2 separate regions of the Macaca mulatta genome follow, and region 1 is linked to region 2. The links are chromatin contacts, called in public Hi-C maps. All regions are on one chromosome and are shown on one strand. The core of a region is the stretch at or near the end of the contact, and the rest is flanking DNA. Distances in the headings are between cores, read along the strand shown. Region 1 holds the start of YBX2 (Y-box binding protein 2). Region 2 holds the start of SLC16A11 (solute carrier family 16 member 11).

Region 1 (3,959 bases), core at 713-3,212, 260 kb before region 2:
GGGAGGGGTGCAGCAAGCGACATAGCAAGTGGAGGGTCAGCGAGGAAGCGGAATCCGGCGGCCTCCGGGAGCGGCCGGCAGAGGGCGCGCCGGGACCGGGAGAGGCGACTGCAGCTGCTGTGGGCCGCTGGCCCCGAAGGGGACGCGGAGGACGCCAGCCCTTGGGAAGCGCACTCGGGGCTGGCCCAGCAGCGCCTGGGGGCACGTGTGCTGCTCCGGGGCGCGCTGCCCTGGCTAAAAATACATCGCGCATCCGCGTCCTCCCTGGTGGGGGAGGCGGCCCTAGGGAGGAGATACTGCTGGAGCCTCGTTTTTCTGGGATTACAGGCGTGAGCCACCGCGCCCGGCCCATTTTCTTAATCTTCCCAGGCTCCCGAGAAACCTGGTACAAGCCTCTCACTGCCCCTCAGTCCTCTCATCTGTGGAATGGGGGCTGTTCATGTATTCGATAAATATTGAACGTGTACGTTGTACCAGGCACTGCTGCAGGCGTCCGGCTTAACTACAAGGCTCTTACTGCTGTGGAGTTTACAGCCCACCGTGTGCAGGGAAATAAAATAAGCAAATGGTCAGGATCGTGTCATATTTTCAAAAATGCCATCAGAAAAAGAAGGAATGGTGCGATCGCGAAGAGTCGTATGTAAGCTGCTACTTGAAGAGAGCCACCCTGGGACACGAAGGCGTGTTCTCGGCAGAGGAAACTGCATGTGCAAAAGGCCTCGAGTCCGCTGGAGCTTGACGCCTGACCGGAGACCACAGCCCCCGGCAGGCAGATGTGAGAGACCCCAAAGCCAGTCTAGGGCGGTAGACATCAGAGCTGCAGCAGTCGGCATGGGCCACATAGGTAGACACATTGATCAAAACTCAGGAAGTCTGGGCACAGTGACTCACGCCTGTCATCCCAACACTTTGGGAGGCTGAGGCGGGTGGGTCACCGGTCAGGAATTCGAGACCAGCTTGACCAATATGGTGAAACCCCATCTCTACTAAAAATACAAAAATTAGACGGGCTGTGGTGGCGCATGCCTGTCATTCCAGGTACTCAGGAGGCTGAGGAGGGAGAATCGCTTGAATCCGGGAGGCGGAGGCTGCAGTGAGCCCAGATCACGCACTGCGCTCCAGCCTGGGCGACAGAGGGAGACTTTGTGTCAAAACAAACAAACAAACACACCCAACTCAGCGAAGTGTTGCACATTGTGCTACTTGTAAACTTTGTTTCCAATACAGACATAGGTAGAGGCAGGCCAGGAGCCACTTTGAGGTGGCTCAAGGCAGGAGAATCGCTTGAATCCGGGGGACGGAGGTTGTAGAGAGCTGAGATCGCGCCACTGCACTCTAGTCTGGGCGACAGAGCGAGACCCTGTCTCAAAAAAAAAAAAAGAAAGAAAGAAAGAAAGAAAAGAGTGGGGGGTCCTGGCTTATGGGAGCAAGTGTGAGCCGGGAAATCCATTCTGCTGCGCTTTCCAGCCTATCCGGCGGCGGACCCCGCAGCCCCAGGGTGTGCAGGGCCGTCTTGTGGGGAGAGGGTGCCAAGGGCAGCGGTGGCCGGAAGGCGTCTGCACCTGGCAGCATACGGGCAAGGTCGGTCTCGAGGGTGGAGGCGAGCAGTGCTACTCACTGCCAGAACCGAGGCTGCAGACTCCCGCCCCTCGCTCAGGTTGTCACGGGCAACCTTGGCGCCGCGGCCACGGCCCCGCCCTTCGCGCAGAGGCCAGGTGGCAGTTGGGGCGCGACCGGCCCGTTTGATTTCCCGCGGCCGGTGGAAAGGGGCGGAGGGGGGAGGGGAAAGGGGCCGCCGGCCAATGGGTCGGGCCGGGGGTGGTCACGTGGCGGCCAGGGGGCGGGGCCCAGGTGTACTTACTGGGCAGCCGGCGGGGGCCGGGGCCGCGGTGCGAAGTCCGGGAGGCGGGGTCGGCGTGCGGGCTGGGGGCTGCTGGGCTGGGATTGGCCCGTGGTCGGGAGGCGGGGTCTGCGCGAGCGGCGGCAGCGGGCTGCGATTGGCCTCGGCTCTGTGCCCGCTGCCGGCGTGCGGGCGAGGCTCGGGGCGCGAGGACCGAGCAGGGCGGCGGGTTCGCGAGCCGGGGGGAGGGGCCGGGGCGGTGGCGGCGGCGGCGGCGGAGGAGGCGGTGGCGGCGGGGGCCGGTACTGGACCCGGCGGGATGAGCGAGGTGGAGGCGGCAGCGGTGGCTACAGCGGTCCCCGCGGCGACGGTGCCCGCGACGGCGGCAGGGGTGGTAGCGGTGGTGGTACCGGTGCCCGCAGGGGAGCCGCAGAAAGCAGGCGGCGGGGCGGGCGGCGGGGGCGGAGCCGCCTCGGGCCCCGCTGCTGGGACCCCCTTGGCGCCGGGCCCCCGCACCCCTGGCAACCCGGCGACGGCGGCCTCGGGAACCCCCGCCCCCCCGGCCCGGAGTCAGGCGGACAAGCCGGTGCTGGGTGAGGGGGGGGCGCGCACAGGGAGGCTCTGAGGGGTCGGCGGGCTGGGGGAGGGGCAGTGTGGAGCCCGGCAGGATCCGGAAAACCAAAGGCGGCCTGGCCCGGAGGCCCAGAGCGCTAACTGGGCTGGGAGCTGCGCACCAAACAAAGTGGATTCCCCTGGTGGGAAATCCTGCCGTGCCTTCCTGGGCGGGAGGGCGGGGCCGGCAGGTTCAGCTAAGGTCTTGGGGTGGAGAATAAAGCCCCAGGGTCCGGCCACGCCCCCGGGCGGGACACAGTGCCTAGTTGACTGGGTTAGAACTAGGCAAACCTCTGAGCCCGGCAAGCAGGTGCACTGGGGACCCTTGCATTGGGAGGGCTAGAAAAACCCTCAGTTATGACCTGGGGGCGGCACTTTGCAGACCAGGTGAGTACCCAGTTCTAGGTGAAGGGTCTGGATTTGTAGGATGTGGGGAACATGCCTTAGAGTTGGAAGGCTTTTTGAAAGCCTGAATCCCCTGTGTGGGTGATTTCATTTGATGGAATAGGGTAAGAATACCTTGAAGCTACTAGTGAAACCTGATTGGCTTGAAGGCAAGCTTAATAGGTTATAAGGCAGTAGGCTAGATTTTTTTTTTTTTTTTGGAGTGTCTCAAAACTGAGTTCAACTCCATCTCTTCCCCCCGTCTCACTGTCCCCACTGCATCTCTGCCTGGCAGCAATCCGAGTCCTGGGCACTGTCAAATGGTTCAACGTCCGGAATGGTTACGGATTCATCAACAGGTATCCAAGGAACCCAGGGCGGGGGTGGAATGGGTGTCTTCCGAACTGGCCTGTGGGACTGGACACCCGCCCAACCTCATCTCGACCCCTGCGGAGGCACGTGGTTGCAATGTCCAGCTGATGCTGGTTGAAAGCCTTTAACCGCAGCACAAATGTGTGCTTAGTGACAAGAGGAAGGCTCCTCCACATCTTCAAGGGCAGCGGAGGATTAATGATTCAGGAACTTGGCAAACCTGGCTCTGACCCTGCCAGCTTCTCATCTCACCTTCTGGAATTGCTTCATTACTTTTACTCTGACATGCCTTTGGGGCAGAATGTATTATAGGGTTCTCTGTGCCTCAGGGCCCCCGGCGGGAATCCTCACTGATTTGCTGTTATGGCAGCACTCACAACTCAACTCCCTTAAAGAGCTCTGGCTCATTCGAGCCCCCCACCTGTTGGGACTGAGGCTGACAGTGGGGGGCAGGAGGAAGGAGCCAGAGGCTGCTGCTTTCCTTCAGTAGGCAGCCCCACCCCTCAGCACTGGGAGAGGCTGTGGCGGTGGATTCTGAGCAGAGCCGGGTCTCCGCCAGTGGGCCCTTCCCCAGCCCAGGCATCCTGCCCGGCCTGGCCCTCCTGGGAGGCCCTAGTTCACTCTTAGCATGCTGACCTTTGTGCAGATCCATGTGCTTTAAAGCTAAAACGTTTGTTCTGGGGAATGGTCTCTGTCTGATTCTGGAAATGGCAGACTGGGTGGGGGGCAGAGCACCTCCAGGAAAACTTTT
Region 2 (4,092 bases), core at 1,351-3,850:
AGTAGAGCTGGAATTCAACCCCAGGAAATCTAACTTGGGAGTCTATTCTCCTAATCTCTGTGCTATTTTATTCCGTCAGCAAAAGATGACAAGTTTTGCTAAGAATATAGGGAGCCTGAGGTAGAAGAGGAATGTACCCTTGCACAGCCCCAGTCCCAGGCTCTAGGATACCCTTCTGGCTTCGTAAGCATCCTGCGAAGGTGCTCAGCATCACTTAGCACAACTCCCAGACGCAGAGGGCCCGGTCTTCGCTCTGAGTGCCCTGCATTTCTGCCTCACCATGGGGAGACGGTGATTCGTTTAGCTTGGAGCAGAGTCTTCAGCAGCCTTCTCAGGAGGCAGGATCCCTGCCCTCCCCGGTGGCTGAGGACCTGCTTTCACAACAGCACTCCGGGCTGGGAAACCGGTGGGGCCACTTTCCTAAGGTGTGTCTGTCACCTTAGACCTTCATGAACAGGACGTTTCAAGCAGAGAGCATGACATTTGCAAAAATTGAGGAGTGAGGAAAAGCTAGGCATGTCCATGGAGCAGAGAAGATAGTGGCTGATGGGAGGCTGCAAAAGGGAGGGAGGAGAGACGGTTTGGAACGGTAACCTAGGTCTACCTTTGATTCTTGTAAAAGGCCTGTACAGAGTACAGAAATGTAATTTTTTCCCTCTTTAGGCAGTGGAGAGCCGTTGAAGGTCATGCTGTGTTTTTCATGTTTACAGTTGCGCTCCTTAAGAAGCGTTTTTCTTGTCTTTACAGGCAGATTCTTTCCCAACAATTAGGAAACACTGCCATCATGTGGCTCGGTGGATGCATGATCCCAACTTAGGTTGCTGAATGTTCTATCCTATGTTTAATAATTAAACCAAAGAACACACCTGGGAATTCAAACAGCTGAGGTAAAGAATGTCAACCTGTCAAAAAGGACATTTTCTATAAAGTGTTTCAAAAAATCAATACCTGGGTTCCATGACCTGATTTCTTACTTTGCTTTCAAAATTCTAACCTGGCCAGGCATGGTAGACTGTAATCTCAGCACTTTGGGAGACCAAGGTGGAAGGATTGCTGAAGTCCAGGAGCTTGAGACCAGCCTGTGCAACATACTGTGACCCCCTCTCTACAAAAAATGAACAAATTTAGCCAGGCATGGTGGCGTGGAGCCTGTAGTCCCAGCTACTCGGGAGGCTGAGTTGGAGGATCGCTTGAGCCTGGGAGGTCGAGGCTGCAGGGAGCCATAACGGCACCACTACACTTCAGCCTGGACCAGACCCTGTCTCTGTAAATACATACATACATACATACATACATACATACGTAAAAAATAAAATTCTAACCTAAGTGTTTAGAGATTCTGATCTCAAGAATCCTTTCTATTCCCAGTGACCCCTTATTTTAGAATCCTGTGTTTTCTGTCCCTGCAATGGTTCCGCCCTTTCCAGGGCAGTTTGCATCAAGCTGTATCCAGGATATTTCTCTTAACTGTGCCAGATTTTGTTTCAGTTCCAGGATTGTTCTCCCTGTAGGTCCCACAGTTGGACAGACCTAAATTCAAATATTCACACCATTTTTTCCCTGTGAGCTTCAGTTACTGCATCTATAAAAGAGGCACGACACCAGCCGGGCGCGGTGGCTGACTCCTGTAATCCTAGCACTTTGGGAGGCCAAGGTGGTGGATCACCTGAGGTCATGAGTTCCAGACCAGTCTGGCCATGGCGAAACCCCATCTCTACTAAAAAATACAAAAATTAGCCAGGAGTGGTGGCATGTGCCTGTAATCCCAGCTACTCGGGAGGCTGAGGCAGGAGAATCGCTTGAACCCAGGAGGCAGAGGTTGTGGTGAGCCAAGATCTCGCCACTGCACTCCAGCCTAGGCTACAGAGTGAGACTCCATCTAAAAAAAAATAAATGAATAAAAGAGAGCAACAACTTCTTCATAGGGTTATTATAAGATGAAATGATAGCATGTGTAAACAGTGCCTGGCACATCACAGGTCTTCACTTTGAGAGAGTCCTGTTTCACCCTCTATCCTTGGGGGCCTGTTATTTTATTTATTTATTTATTCATTTATTTTTGAGACAGACTCTTGCTCTGTCGCCCAGGCTGGAGTGCAGTGGCATGATCTTGGCTTACTGCAACTTCTGCCTCCTGGGTTCAAGAGATTCCCCTGCCTCAGCCTCCAGAGTAGCTAGGAATACAGGCTCGTGCCACCATGCCTGGCCAATTTCTTTGTTTTTTTAGTAGAGATGGTGTTTCGCCACGTTGGCCAGGCTGGTCTCGAACTCCTGACCTCAGGTGACCCACCCATATCGGCCTTCCAAAGTGCTGGTATTATAGGCGTGCACCGTGCCCGGCCTGGGGGTCTGCTATTCTAAGCACAGCTCTGGCACTCAGTGGAAGTCTGTGATCTGATATCCGAGGTCTACCTGGTCCTAAGCAATGTTCCTGAAAACAAAACTACTCATCCCCTCAGGCTTTTGGGACCATCCATATTTCCCCGCGTTGGCGGTGGACCCCGGGCTCGGGCTCGCTGGGGTTTGCAATCCACGTGTCTCCCCTGCGCGCAGCAGGCAGCAGGTGCATGGGTGTGAGCAGGGCAGGGCCCCTCGGCATTCATTCCTCTCCACTCCCTCCCCGGGGCTGGGGGTTGTGTGTGTACATAATTCAATCCCCGTGGGACTGGTGTCTGGCCTCACCCGCGGCTTGGCTGATTGGTTGTTTCAGCTCGCCCCCGCCCTCCGTACCCCCGGCGTCCCAGGTGGCTCGGGCCCCTGTGGTGATCTCTGTTTACCGAGAGAGCTTGTCCAAGTTGGGCTCCATCGCTGCTCTCGCTCCCCTTCGGGGCCCCCGCCCGCCTGGGAAGCGGAGAGAAAGCCGGGCCCAGCCCTTCCTCGCCCTTCCCCTCCCCGCACAGCCCGGAGAGGTCGGGTAAGGGGGAAGGAGTGTACGTGGGACGGGGAGCCCCGGGCCTGGGGGATCTGGCTGTCCCCGTCCTGGTACCTCGCGCGGACCCGGGAGTTCCAGCCCTAGGCCTGGCTCCGGCTCCCTCTGCTCTGCGCCATCGCGCTCGGGGTGACCCGCCCACCCCGGGGGAGCAGCCAGAGGCTGGATCTCAGGGATGCCAGCTTCCCAGCGGAAGCACAGGCGTAGAGGCTTCTCTCACAGGTGTTTGCCTACCCCCGCAGACGGCGATGACCCCCCAGCCCGCCGGACCCCCGGACGGGGGCTGGGGCTGGGTGGTGGCGGCCGCAGCCTTCGCAGTGAACGGGCTGTCCTACGGGCTGCTGCGCTCGCTGGGCCTTGCCTTCCCTGACCTTGCCGAGCACTTTGACCGAAGCGCCCAGGACACTGCGTGGATCAGCGCCCTGGCCCTGGCGGTGCAGCAGGCAGCCAGTGAGGCGGGCTCTGAGGCGAGAGACGGGAACGGGGAGGAGGGGCTGTGAGTGGAGGGATGGGAGACCCCCCTGATTACCCGACAACCTGAGAAAGGACGACCGGCTCTAGAAAAGAGTGCATCTTAAGGTCAAGGAGAGGAACCATTAGTTCGAGGGAGGTAAACAGCCAATGAGAGGTGTTGGAGAGAGTTTGGGGGCCCGGGGGCGTGTCTTTTATTGACTCCGCCCCCTTCCAGGCCCGGTGGGCAGCGCCCTGAGCACGCGCTGGGGAGCCCGCACGGTGGTGATGGTTGGGGGTGTCCTCGCCTCGCTGGGCTTCGTCTTCTCGGCTTTCGCCCGCAGTCTGCTGCACCTCTACCTCGGCCTGGGCCTCCTCGCTGGTGAGGGAAGGGGGATGCCCGGGTCATTCAGGGTGAACTGGGGACAGGAGCTTATGGGACTGGGGTAGCGAACGAGGCGAGGGCCTGGTGCGGAGAGCAGGACTGGGAATGCTGGGGAGGGCGTCCCCAGTGCCGGCCCACATCCCCTCCCATTCATTCGCAGGCTCTGGTTGGGCCCTGGTGTTCGCCCCTGCCCTAGGCACCCTCTCGCGTTACTTCTCCCGCCGTCGAGTCTTGGCGGTGGGGCTGGCGCTCACTGGCAACGGGGCCTCCTCGCTGCTCCTGGCGCCTGCCTTGCAGCTTCTCCTCGATACTTTCGGCTGGCGGGGCG

The links. A called contact is a pair of places that touch in the nucleus more often than the background predicts.
Region 1: a contact with region 2 is called in a Hi-C map of fetal cortex germinal zone, with 10 times the contacts expected there. The contact joins the promoter of YBX2 here to the promoter of SLC16A11 in region 2. A contact is called at or near these places in 3 of 14 Hi-C or Micro-C datasets (fetal cortex germinal zone, fetal cortical plate and liver).

The regions. Positions count from the first base shown.
Region 1 is chr16:8,780,574-8,784,532 of T2T-MMU8v2.0, reverse strand. It overlaps YBX2 (Y-box binding protein 2), which reads left to right and starts at 1,962. Exons shown (of 9, transcript XM_015118449.3): 1 at 1,962-2,433; 2 at 3,132-3,195. The coding sequence starts at 2,160.
Region 2 is chr16:8,517,778-8,521,869 of T2T-MMU8v2.0, reverse strand. It overlaps SLC16A11 (solute carrier family 16 member 11), which reads left to right and starts at 2,600. Exons shown (of 5, transcript XM_015118415.3): 1 at 2,600-2,914; 2 at 3,172-3,379; 3 at 3,618-3,761; 4 at 3,925-4,092. The coding sequence starts at 3,178.